Linked DNA regions of Urocitellus parryii: region 2 is linked to region 1. The links are chromatin contacts, called in public Hi-C maps. All regions are on one chromosome and are shown on one strand. Each heading gives the region's core, a stretch centred on a gene start, on an enhancer-like site or on the middle of the called end of the contact. The rest is flanking DNA. Distances are from core to core; before and after follow the strand shown. Region 1 holds the start of Gabpb1 (GA binding protein transcription factor subunit beta 1). Region 2 holds the start of Ap4e1 (adaptor related protein complex 4 subunit epsilon 1).

The links. A called contact is a pair of places that touch in the nucleus more often than the background predicts.
Region 2: a contact with region 1 is called in a Hi-C map of muscle, with 5 times the contacts expected there. The contact joins the promoter of Ap4e1 here to the promoter of Gabpb1 in region 1. A contact is called at or near these places in 2 of 2 Hi-C or Micro-C datasets (liver and muscle).

The regions. Positions count from the first base shown.
Region 1 is chr6:96,494,756-96,501,534 of mUroPar1.hap1, forward strand. It overlaps Gabpb1 (GA binding protein transcription factor subunit beta 1), which reads right to left and starts at 2,912. Exons shown (of 9, transcript XM_026390694.2): 1 at 2,830-2,912.
Region 2 is chr6:96,944,600-96,951,378 of mUroPar1.hap1, forward strand. Ap4e1 (adaptor related protein complex 4 subunit epsilon 1) reads left to right here and starts at 4,147. Exons shown (of 21, transcript XM_026391775.2): 1 at 4,147-4,336; 2 at 5,832-5,903. The coding sequence starts at 4,187.

The DNA.
Region 1 (6,779 bases), core at 1,662-4,161:
TTACCTGTTTACAAGATACTTGGGGGGGGGGTCTATTCTGTAGGAGATGTAGCCTACTATAAAGACTTTTAGTTTTAATATTGGAGGGAAAAAAACTAAAATCAAGTAAAATTAACCAAGATTCAACCTACTTTCATAGGAACAGCAAACTATTAAAAAATACACCTGACATTTTTTAACAATTACATGAAGAACCACCAGATGCTTCCTGTTGATGGAACAGTACAGACTGACAGATTCAGAGTAGAGTTCACAGAAACAACTGGAAACAAATTTAGTTTCCTTTCCAAACCATTAAAACAAAATGTGATCTTAAAGTTTTACACACTGCACTATAACTGTCCAGACAGAAAAGTTTCTAAAGATTCAGACAGAAAACTCTAGATGTGTATAGATACATTACACAGATTGAACGAAGGTTTTACTCTTTTAAATCTGGAGCTCCCACAGTGCTTTGAAAGTGTCCTATACTCAGATTACAATTACACACAGATTTTCACAAGTACATCTAATGTGGAATTCATGTTTTATTTATGTACATAACTAAAGAAACATATTGGAATTAAAGACAAAGTTTAATCACTCAGAATGAATCTTCAGTGATGATGTGGGGATGGTAAGGAGAATGAGACTGACATTACTACACTATATACATGTATGATTCCACTACTGGTGTGCAGCATGTACAACCAGAGGAATGAGAAGAAGTGTTCCACTTGTGTTCCACTTGTGTACAATGTGTCAAAATGCATTCTATTATCATGTATAACTAATTAGGACAAATTAAAAAAGAAGAAGGGAGACCAATAGAATAGAAAGAAGGGGATCAGGGATAGGGAGGGGGAAAGAGGAGATACTGGGGAATGAAATTGATCAAATTACACTGTTTCACTGTGTGTACGTAGGAATATAACAAAAAGAGAAAAAAATGAATCTCCAGGAGCATATGCAGGTTACATAATCTTTAAGTATTACGTTGTTTATGCACCAAAAGCCCAATTGATTTTTTCTGGGACTGGAGAATGAACCCAGGTCCTGGAGCATACTAGGTAAACCCCCTACCCATGACTATAAAGCCCCACCCCTAAATCTCAACTTCTTAAAAAGTTAGACCCCAAGAAAAAAGTACAAGAATCATCCTTATTATCCTGATTTTTAAAATATGTATTGGATAGTATCCTTATATGACTTACACAGTGAAAACAGACAGGAATAACACACTTCTGTGTTAAAAAAGGAGGGAGACAGAAGTGGAGTTTTCCAGATGTTACATGGTACGATACCACAACCAGCGGTGTTCCATTAATCAAGCATTAAAAAGATTTGCAGAAATGCAAAACAATGTCACGCTTGCCTAATATGTCACTGTGTTAACCTGGAGTCAGTCTGTTTGTTTTTTTAAAAAAAAAAAACTTTTTGTAAAAAAAAAAAAAAAAAAAAAAAACAAGATACAGCCTTCTTCAGTTTCCTTAAATTGAAAGTCTGAGCCTGAAAGTGGAAGTGTCAAAATATGGCAGAAGAAATTTAAACCAAGCTGGGTGGGTTTTAACATGATTTAAAACACGAGCAAAAAAGAATTTCTGAGCACCAACTTCTGCATGATAAATTAGAGTGAGTTTTTAATTCCGGGATGGCAATCTACAAGGATCATCCACCGACTACATGAAACTTGTGTGCAGATTAAAATTATACTTCAGAAAGTAACACTTGCCTGAATTCAACCAGCAACCCAGTGACCGGAGAGAGAAAATAATTCCACATTATCAAGCCCCCTTCAGAAGTACTGTGCTCTCTGCCCTCCTTTGAACAGATCTCTCTGCTCGCCACAGTCCAATCAGCTTTGAATCAAAAATTTGTGTACTGAAAACAAGCTTAAAGTGGGAAAACACACAAAGCAGGCCAGAATCATTCCTTTGGTTTCAGTTTTCACGATGCACCCTTGAGACTAGGCACGCTGATTCAACACAGTTGGACAGCTTCAACGAAACTCACTAAATATCACACCGATTAACTGTGCCCAGGCAGAGATGACCTGGCAAAATTCTCAATATCTGTCCCGAATCTGTTCTCATAAGTCCCAGCGGCGAAGTCTCTGGGGCAGAAGTCCCGAACATTCAGAACCACAGGCTTCGTCCCCTCAGGACTCGAGTCCCCGCGGCCGAGGCAGTAGCCGTGGCGGCCCTGCCCGGCACCAGCTGAGCTCTCCCGTTAACCCTGTCCAATCCCGCCGCTCCCACCGCGATCCGACAGCCTTCCAGCTCCGCGGGCTCCACAGCACAGCGCGACAGGGCCAGTCGGCCCTTCCCGCTCAATAGAGGCCGGCGGGACCGTCAGGCCGCAGAGACAATGGGGCTGGCGGGGCCGGGGGCGGCGGGCGCCGAGGCCGGGCCGCGCCTGCCTCCTTCCCTCTTCCGCCCACTGCCAGCCTCCCAGCGCCCACAGAGTCCCCGCTGCCCCGGTACGACCCCATCGCAGCCCCGGGGCCGCCGCTCAGCAGCGGCTCAGCGGGAAGCGCAGGGGAGGCCGCGGCATGCCAGGGCCGAGGAGGGGGCGGCGGCCGCCACCATGTCTGCCCGCCCCTCCCAGAAGCGGGGTGCCCGGCAGACAAAGCGCGCCGGCGGCGCGGGCGGAGCGGGCGCCCAGGCCGACCCCGTCGACCCCCGCGGAATAAGCGGGTCCAGGAGCCCCGGAAACCCGGCGCCTTAATGCAATAAACAGGAAATCGCGGGGATGATCTGGGTTCCGGGGGAAGTGGAATTATTTTTTACCAGCGAAGAGATCAACTTCCACATCCGGTGGTAACAGGGCCCTACACAGACCCGCACTGACCTGGAAAAGCTTCGGGAGCGGCGACGGGGGAGCAGCAGGAGGTGGTGCGGGGACCCGAGGCGCCTCGTACCCGGCCGGGCTGACGCGGCCCCGCTACACACTAAGCGCTTCAGCTGCACAGGGCGCTATTTTCCGAAAATGCCGCGTCTGGTCGGCGCCCAAAATCCCCACCGAAAAGTCCCCCGTGCTGCGCGCGGAGGGACACATGGTGTGCGAGTGAGTCAAGCTCCCAGCATCCCTCCCGGACCCGGCCCTCGTCAGCCCTTCGCTTGAGGCTTTTTCGCCCCTGCCTTTGTGTGCAGATCCCGCTCCCATCCACTCCCTAACCCCATTCCGGTGGGAGGAAGGGACAAGAGGGTTTGATTTTTTGTTTTTTAACAGAAGGAAGGAAAATATGCCATTTCTAGCGTTCAGCTACACAAAGAAGGCGGCGGAATGATCCGCTGTCGGCGACCGCAAGTCCCGGCTCGCCCGGCGCCTGCGCGGCAGCGGGGGTGGGAGCTGCGGCGGGCCATGTGCGCGGAATAGCAGCCGGGCCGCACCGCGCCGCGCCGCCTCTTTCCGAGATGGGTAGGAGTTTGGAAACAAGCTGGCGTGTGCTAACGCTAGTATGTCTCCGACATGACCGTTGAAAGGCGTGGACTGCGGGATCCTTGAGATTTAAGCTTGCCAATTGGACCGCCTAGCAGAATTCTGGGAGACGGAAGGGCAGCCAGGAGGCTAGGATTTACCTTAAAGTGGCCCTAGACTGGGACGGGAGTCGCTGTTGAAGTTCCAGGGGAGGAACGAAGACTGTTTCCACTTCGCATAAACTGAACAGTCAGGTTTATGACGAGGATGTACGTGTTTCTGTAACCTTTTTTGAAAAAAGCGTTCTAATGGTGCCTCATACTTTGTAGACTACAATAATTTGCTCACTGAATTCCCTTGGATTACTTGTCACCTGTCACAGAGGTAGAGATCAATTTTTCTGTGCCTGCAACATAAAGCTTTTTTGCGTTTTATTTTAAAAGCAAGTTTATTCGGAGATGGCGATTTGCAAAGGAAAAGTCTTAAATGTTTATGAGATTTCCAAAGTAACTCAACATACTAATGTTTTTTTTTTTTTTAACAGGGAACCTCGGGGATCGCTTTCCCAACCTACAAAGAGCGGAACTTTGGCATCCTTGTATCTAGGAGTTGGGAGTATCTCAGACAACGCGAAGTTTAGTCCAGAACTGACAAGTTTAAACGGAATTCATATTTCCCACTGTTTTTGTGTGGCCTCAAATAAGTAATTTATCTTCACTTACCCTTTGTAATAGTGATGCAATAAAGATTCATAGTCTTGATATAACTCAGTATTCCTAAATTGGAAGCAGAACCGTATAGGAGCCACAGTCTTTATTTGTTTTTATTTAATATTTTTATTGATAAAACATAAAGATCTTTTTAATGTATTTTATTTTAAAGATAGAGAATATTTTTAATATTTATTTTTTAGTTTTCGGCGGACACAACATCTTTGTATGTGGTGCTAAGGATCGAACCCGGCCGCAGGGATGCCAGGCGAGCACGCTAGCGCTTGAGCCACATCCCCAGCCCCAAAACATAAAGATTTTGTTGTCATACTTTTTAATTTTTTTAGTTGTAGATAGACACAATATCTTTCATTTTATTTATTTTTTTTTAAAGAGAATTTTTTTAATATTTATTTTTTTTAGTTATCCGCAAACACAACATCTTTGTTTGTATGTGGTGCTGAGGGTCTAACCCAGCCGCACGCATGCCAGGCAAGCGCACTACCGCTTGAGCCACATCCCCAGCCCCATCATTTTATTTTTATTTATTTTTATGTGGTGCTAAGGATCGAACCCAGGGTCTCACACGTGCTAGGCCAGCACTCCACCATTGAGCCACGACCCAAGCCTCAATGTCATGCTTTTCTGTAACAGAGTTTGAGTAAACATTCAGTAATGCTACAGAATCTTTGCCCCCATTGATCTTCTGCTGTAAAATGTAACCGGTAAATAGGCATCATCAGTAGTATGATGAGGGGAAATTGACGAATACTAGAATTACAAAGAGGAGGAGCCCTTTACTAACCTGAAAGGGAGGACTTGAAGCTCTTACTGAGCTTCAGTAAGGGAATTGAGGAAGGCCTCAAGGAGTTAGATGGATAAAGAAGACAATGCTATTTCAGTAGTATCTAAAGTGTTCCTGTAGAGATCTAATGAAGACCTTGAATGTCATGTGCAGAAATTAGCTTTTAAGAGCAGGAGGCAAATGTTGAATGATCTGTAATAAGAACATTCATGTGATTTAATTTGTGGATGACTAGCATACAAAGTTCAAGACAAGAAAAACAGTTTGTATAAAAATCCAAGAGAATGATGAATTGGAGAGAGAATGGCAAACAGGAGTGAAGGACATGATCAAAGTGGTAAAGGAGAGCTTAGAGATTTGGTTGACTCCATAAGGGAATGACTTAAGAGGTATAATGTCAAAGGTGACTCAAGTTTGGCAGTGAAGCACCTAGGAAGATGGTAATATCTTCACTGAGATAAGAAGGGAAGAGGGATATGTTAGGGAAGGACAAAGGTTCTATTTTGATCATGAAGTATTTGAAGTGCCTGTGAGCCAACCAAATAGATAAGCCCAGTCAGCAATTAGGTACTCATTGAACAGTTGTTGGAAAGGCACCCCCACCCTATGCCTGGCACTATTCTACACTCTACATAGGTAAAGCAGCAGTAAGACAAACATCATTCCTCTTCCTATTTCCAGTGTGTATGTTGGGCGGTCAGGGGGACTATAAAATAGAAACAAGGAAAGATATCCCATAATAAGTTAATGAGAAAAATGAATGCATGATTAGATAAAATATTTCTCTGAGTGAAAGAACAAAATTTTGGTCCTTGAGCAGAAATGCCTCGTTGAGAAGTTATTCTGTGAGCTCAGACCTAATGGGAAAGAAATTGGGACAGAGGGAATAACAGGGCAAAAGCCCTAAGGTAAGAAGGAGTTATGTTTAGGGAGCAGCAAAGATGGCAGAAAAAAATGTAGTGAAAAAAATTAAAGAGATGGTAAGAGACAAGTCTGCAACTTTTGTAAGATCAAGCCATTGAAGGGTTTTAAGAATGGAGAAGCATGTACTAGGATAGTAACAGAGATGGAGAAAACGGATGTATCACAGATATAGTTTGAGGATTTAACCTGATGTGAAGAGTGAGAGAATAAGAAATCAATAGTGATACCTAGGTTTGGGGCATTGTTGTCTATGCCAGCACTGGCCAATAAAAATATAACAAGCCACATAATTTTATATTAGCCTCATTAAAAAAGTAAAAAGGAATGTGAAATTCTAGTAAAAAAAAAAGTCTTATTTAACCTAGTTTGTCTCAGTATTTCATTTGTGATCAATATATAAATTATTAAATATTTTTGGGGACTGGGGATGTGGCTCAAGTGGTAGCACGCTTGCCTAGCATGCATGAGGCACTGGGTTCAATTCTCAGTACTACATAAAAATAAAGATATTGTGTCTACCTAAAACTAAAAAATATTTTTAAAAATTATTAAATATTTTTAAACATTTTACATGCTTGTTACTAAGAGTTTGGAATCTTATAACAAAGTATCTCAATATTTGATTTTACAAAATTTACAGTTCAAAATTAACATATCCAACTGGTTTCAACCATAATGAAGTTTTGTGGTATTTGAATCATATCAGTTTTTAAATTTTATTTTAACTTTAGGAATAAAAAATTCAGTTCCTAAATTAGCTAAATTTCAAGAACAGCTAGTCGCTACTATACTAATCAATGCAGTCTAGTAGAACAGAGAATAACAGAAAGTCTTTTTTAAAAAGTTATTTGGGACCATGATGGAAGGCCTTAGATGACTAGCTAAAGGACTCAGATTTTATCCTAGAAATAAGGCGAACAGTGTCTATTTTTTGAGCAAGG
Region 2 (6,779 bases), core at 2,897-5,396, 450 kb after region 1:
CTCTCGAATATTGGCTGTTTTGTGGCAGGCAGAACCAAACCTTGTTTGGTGACAAGATGAATCACTCCTTCCTGGAGAAGTGAGCGAGGAAAGAACAGAAGCTAAATGTTCTCGTCAACAATCTTGTGAATTAGAAGATCTGAGAAAGTGAGACGGCTTCCTTCAATAGGGATGCTCTTGGCAGTGTGTAACGTTTTGCTCTCAGCAGTGTACAAAAACTACAGATGCAATTAATTCTGTAAAATGATGTAGGAACTGCAGCTTTTAAATATTTGATTCTCATTTGTGCAGTGTTGGGCTTCAGTAGTACTATTACCTTTTGGGGATGTTACTTTTGTTTTAAATTTAATTCATTTCTGATTTCTTGATCACTTCCTACAATACTCTGGATCAGGACCTTTTTAGATGCTATGTTCCCATCCTTCTGGGAAGGTCCCAGCTTACCCTTTCTGGAATGTATCTCTTTTCCTTGTCCTCAATCTAGTAGACTATTGGGAAAAGTTTTTACAAAGATTTTCTGGGAACTAGATTTTTAAAATGAGTGCATGTGGGAAAATACTCTCCAAGCATGGAGGGGGCTCTGTTTTTGCCTCTACTTATTTTTTAAGCTCCTTGGGGAAAAGAAAATATTACAGGGCAAATCTCTTTACAAGTAGCTCAACAAGATGGTCTAAATACATAGTAATGAACAGAATTTTGTTTCATGGATTGTGACTTGAACTACATTAGACATAAGCTGGGCTGTGAACAATTTTGGCTCAATAGATGTTGTACAGGAATTTACCCAGTAAATTCAGATTTCTTCCAGCTAATGTTTTTACCAGGCTGATTCAGGCTGGGGAGCAGGAGTGGGAAAATACTGAGGACAGAGTCTGTGTTGGTTTGAGGTCAAGGCAGGGGAAAGAAAACACAGGCAGAGGTCTGTGTGAAATGTGAATCTGAGTCATGGAAGGAGAGAAGAAAATAGCATGTGTCATCCTGAAAAAGCTCTTCTTAGGCCGTTTCTTTTGGCTATAACTGCTGCCTCTCCCCTGGAGAGCTTCACTTGGCTCTCCATGATGCATTTTCAGACTTACAAGTAAGCCACCTTCAAGAAATTCCCTCCTTCTTTCAAGAAGAAAAATACAAGGAAATGGAGAGTTCTGGTTTCTAAAGAACCTGGATTAGAATTTGAATGAACTCAGATAGTGCTCCAGCTGGGAATGTCTTCAGTCATGACCCAGTCTTGCTCCTCTGGCGCCCCCTTGGGCATAGGAGGGGGACTGTATTCTTTAAAGTTGCCAAATCCCCACTATATTCTTTAAAGTTGCCAAATCCCCAGTACCTAGAACACCACCAGTAGTGATAAAGTAGGCCTTGCCTCTCCACTTGGAAAGCTTCCTGACCACCTGCTCACTATTCCTAAGGCTTTTCTCTGGGCACCATTTACAGACCTTCCTCAATGTATTACTATTATTATTTTTTTCTAAATGAATTCTATGATTGCATTAATTTCTGGTCAATAAGTCCCAGAAAGATCCTATAGCAAATTGTAAATCAAGATGAATCAGCATTTCAAAATTCACAAAGCCTTTTTTTATGGTTTTATTGAAGTACATTGTACATATCATAAAACTTTACTATTGTAAGTGTATGGCCAATGGTTTTTCAATTAATTTATAGTGTTGTGCAATCGTTGTCACAGTGCAGTGTTAGAACATTGCCACACTCCAGAAAGCTCCCTATTGGCAGTCAGTTCTCACTTTCACTTTCAGTCTTAGGCAACTATCAATATGCTTTCTGCCTACTGATGGGCCTTTGCTGGTCATTTCATATAAATGGACTAACACAACATTTAGTCTGTTGTGACTGGCTTCTTTCACATAGTATAATGTTTTCAAGGTAGACACATTTGTAGCATGTTATCAGTGCTTTACTTCTTTTGATAGTTGAATAACAAGTCCATTGTATGGATATACCATATTTTCTCTATTCATTCATCAGTTTTTGGATATTTGGGTTGTTTTCAGCTTTTGTCTATTGTGAATAATGCTACTGTGAATATTTACTCCAGTACTGCACTGTCTTGATGACTGTGGTTTATAGTAACTTTTGGTGAGTTGCTGCATCTTTGGAAAGTGGCACCACCATGATTTCTTTTACTGATTTTTGACGTAGCAGGCATTCATCCAGTAAGGTGCAAGGCTTTTTAGATCTTTCAGCTATTTCATGCCCTTTTTCAGCCAATGCAATGAACACAATAATTTAACCTGCAGTAAGATGCATTAGTGAGGTTTTCATTCTATTTTCAGAAGTGTTTACAACAAAGCATTGGTTTCTATAAAGTTTGTCATGTCTATGTTTAAAATACTAAATTCTCCCCGTTCTTTAAACTCTGATAATGCCTCCACTAAACTGGCTCCATAACAGTATTTGGAAATATTCTATTAAATAAGATACAATAAGGTAGGGGCTGGGGATGTGGATCAAGTGGTAGCGTGCTCGCCTGGCATGCGTGCGGCCCGGGTTCGATCCTCAGCACCACATACAAACAAAGATGTTGTGTTTGCCGAAAACTAAAAAAAAAAAAAGAAAAAAATAAATATTAAAAAAAAGATACAATAAGGTAAATGATAAACATCTCCAAAGCCAAGGGAAAGAAACCTTTGTGATACTTTCCTTTCTTACAGTTTTGCACAGATTTCTCTTGAGTCGGATAATTCTCTGATATTGATGTTAGCATCATTTACAAAATTCATTTTTAAATGTGAAAAAGTTAGAAAGCAAATCTTCTAATTTCCCTTTTTTTAGCCAATAAAAATCCTAAATTTAAAAATCATAAACAAAATTTATTTTGGGATAAAATATTAAATTCTAAAAGAAATTGAGTTTCAGATAAAGTTGAAATATTTAGAAAAATTTCCTAGAAATTTAAAAAACAAAACAAAACAAAACAACAAAACAAAAAATGACTCTTGCAAAACAAGTCAACAAGCAGACCATTTTTTTCTCGAATTCCTGCTCAGGTACAAGAACAATTTCAGGATTTCAGAAAAACCCACATATTGGACTATAAGGAGGTTTCAGAGATGAGAGCTGGTTCAAAAGAAAGCCTGAAAAAATACACTAAGATACTGAGGACAGTTAACCTCTGCAAACACTCGTATTTATACCTTTAACCTAGTACCTTGGAAGCACACACATTTCAGCAGCTAACAAAGCGATCATGTGTCATCTAGCCTCTTGAGAGTCCCAGAAAACTAGAATGAAAACTGCAAATAACATTTAAGTACTATTATAAATATCATTTTTACTTGGGGGATTTCCTGAAAGGGTCTCAGGGCCCCTCAGAATTCACCAGACCATATTTTGAGAATCATTGTCTTAGATTCTGCTCTAGTTAGGAGCTGGGGTAGTAGCTATGACTAGAATATTCTCTGTAGAGAGAGGTAAATATTATGTAGGGGCAACTGTGATCAGTTCTAAAATGGAAAAGAAAGCAGAGTTGTGAGAGGTGGCACAGGGAGACCTCTCCTGGCCTGCCAAGTAAGCAGGAGGCTCAGAAAAGTGACCTTTAGACTGCGGCGGGCAGAGTAGGAGTCTGCAGAGTCACACCGCCCACGTCCCAGAGTCAGCCTCCAGACGACCCAGGATACAGGATAGGGGAGGGCGGGGAACCACCTTGGCAGTCCCCAGGGCGGCCGCGCTGTCATTCAACACCTTGGGTGTGTCCCGCCGCGCACAACGCCGGGACCCACGTGGAGCCGCTTCTTGGGGTGCCGCAGTGGGAGGGGCCGTGTGTCTGCAGTCTGCAGACCCTGGGGGGTGGCCGATCTCGGGCGTCCCTAAAGAGGCTGGCGGAGATAGCTAAGGAGAAAGGGGCTAAGCAGACTTACAGGCCCCGAGAGGCTTCCTCAGGGGGAGTCACAATTGCGTGGGCTCTGACGCTGTCATCAAAACCGCGAGCTTCGGACACCTGTCAGCTTCCACTGGCGGCCAGCCTCTGGGCGCCAGCTCGGGGAGACTCTGTTCCCGTGGACTCTTGCGCCCTCCGGCGGTCTCTCCCGAGAACGACACTTTGTTTGAACACGCGGGACGCGAATAAAGATTTCTTCTTCAAAATACAGGAAGTGCCTACGGAGGCCGAGCCGCTGGGGTAGGCAGGGCATGAAGCCGGGCGGTGACCCGAGCGCGGTTGGCGGCGGAGATGAGCGACATCGTGGAGAAGACGCTGACGGCGCTGCCGGGACTGTTTCTGCAGAACCAGCCGGCTGGCGGGCCCGCGGCCCCCAAGGCGTCCTTCTCCTCCAGGCTGGGCGGCCTAGTCCGCGGCATTACCGCTCTCACTTCCAAGCACGTAGGTGCCCAGCTGGCGGGGAGGCCGGGGCGCGGGGGAGGCCCGCTGCGAGGGTCAGCGCCCGCGCTCCCGCGGGGATCAGGGGACTGCCTGTGTGGACCCGTCCTGCAGTCTGTCTGGAAGGTTCACTCTCTTACCCGGACTGACAGCAGAGAGGCCGGGTTTCTACTGCTGGCCCTGAATCTGACTCATTCCGATCTGGGGGCAAATTTGTTTAACCTCCGACCCTTTGGATGTTTTCTCAGTGTTTAAGTGGAAGAGTGCCAATACAAATGTTATAAGTTGTTGTGAGGACTAGATGAAATGTCAAAATGTGAAAATACCCAGTGCGTTGGAAGTGTCGGGCACTGTTCACTTACAAAGTTTGGTTCCCTGCTCAGTTTGTTCTGCTCCCCAGTCCCTTCTCCTGGTAGACCTCATGGACCTTAACCTGCCACTCTGTGCCACCTGAGCCTGCTGTGGATATCTCTGGGGATGGGGGAGCTTGAGGTTCTTAGGCTAAATCAGTGGGTTGGACCAAAGAATACCAACAATAATACCACCCCCTTATTCTTCCAAACTAAAATATTTGCTGAGTAAGTCTGTGCTTCAGATGAGCTTTGAGAATGAGCAGTTATAATAAGTTGTTAAAATTCCTTTGGGGCTGGGGTATAGCACAGTTGGTAGAATGCTTGCCTTACATGCTCAAAGCTGTGGGTTCAATCTCCAGCACCAAAATAAATAAAGTAAAATAAAATAAAATTCCCATAGACTTTTGGTAGTTACATAGATTGTGTAAGATTCTGATTCAAAACCTCAAAGGAGTTGATATCTTAAAAACACGAGTTTTGTCATAATTTGTTCAACAGATACTTAAAAAAAAAAAAGCAAAGTGCTCTGAAAGTTTAACAGGTAGTCTGAAACTGTAGATAGCTGTGTGGCAGTACTTCACCGGTAGTTCTGGGTTAACTGTCTAATGAACACCTGCTAATTTCATGTGTAATTTAAAGATAACATTATATTAGCTTAAAATGGGGCCAATTTTTAACTGCTTAAGGAGATATACAATGCAAACATTGAAGTGACCACACTGGTGTTTTTGATATAAAAAGTGAGAGAAACAATGTGGGGAACCTGCCTTCTTACCCTATGCAAAAAGTCTTCTTTAAGGGGAAGATGTGAGACTCTTATGCTGGCCAGAACATGGAAAATTTTTTTCTGCTTTCTCTCCACTTTTAGTTTTTTTTTTCCCCGCCAAATAGGTTTTTAAAGGGACAGTAACTGAGTGAAAAGATGAGAAATGGTAGGTTAGCCTGGAAACATTTATTCTCTGGAGGGATGATTTTGAGGGTTGGAGAAATGAGTATCTTTAGGTAGATCTTAAGCACATAATATTTATAACTCACTTTTAAGATCATGTTTCCTTTTAATTATTATGTTTTATTTTTCCCTTGATAATATGTTTACAGCTTGAAAAGACAGTTATTTAAGCATTTAATTATTTTCACTGTTTTAGGAAGAAGAGAAATTAATCCAGCAGGAACTGAATAGTCTGAGAGCAACTGTTTCTGCTCCTACTACCACACTCGTAAGTTTTTATAGTCAATGTCAAACATTTGGATTTGAAATCTGATCCACTATGGATGGATTCAATCTTGATATCTGACTGATATTTCTAAAATTTAATTTAATTATATCAAAATCAGTTATATATTGTAGCAAGTCAGACTAACTTAGGTTTTTTCATTGACTGGCTGCATTGGAAGCAGACTTGCCTGCCTTTGTCAAGTCGGGACAAACATAATGGTAATTGCAGAAGTACAACAATCTTCATAGGACTCCAGTACTTATCATATTGTGTACTTGGAAAAGGCTAAGATATTATCATTTAAAAATATCTTTGGACCTAAATTGATATATTACAAATTTTTCTTGTTTTTTTTTTTTTTTTTGGTGGTACTGGGAATTTGAACCCAGGGCTTCATTCATGCTGAAGCTCATGCTCTACATTGAGCTGTATCTTCTGCTCTTACATTGTAGATCTTTAATTTTGATACTATACCTTTTGGAGTATAGGTTGGTTGACCAAGTAAATTAATTGTTTTCTTGCTCTGAAACCTAGTATATGGCATATTAGTTAAATCAACTTCTAGTTGTTTTTAAACTTGGTTCTATATAATTTGATTTTTCAAACAGCATTCCTTTAGCAACTGTATTAGGGGGCTTCTGAATATGCAGGCCACTGTGAGGCTATTTCCACATAGTTAGATTAAAATATAGGCTTTTGTTGTTATCATTATTATTGCTATTTTTAATTGACATATAATGATTTTATAACTTTATGGGATATGGTATGATAATTCAGTGTTTGTATGTTATGTGTAATGCCAGGTTTTAAAAAAATTATTTATTTTTGTGGTGCCTCTCAAATGCTAGATAAGTGCTTTGCCACTGAGCTGAATAT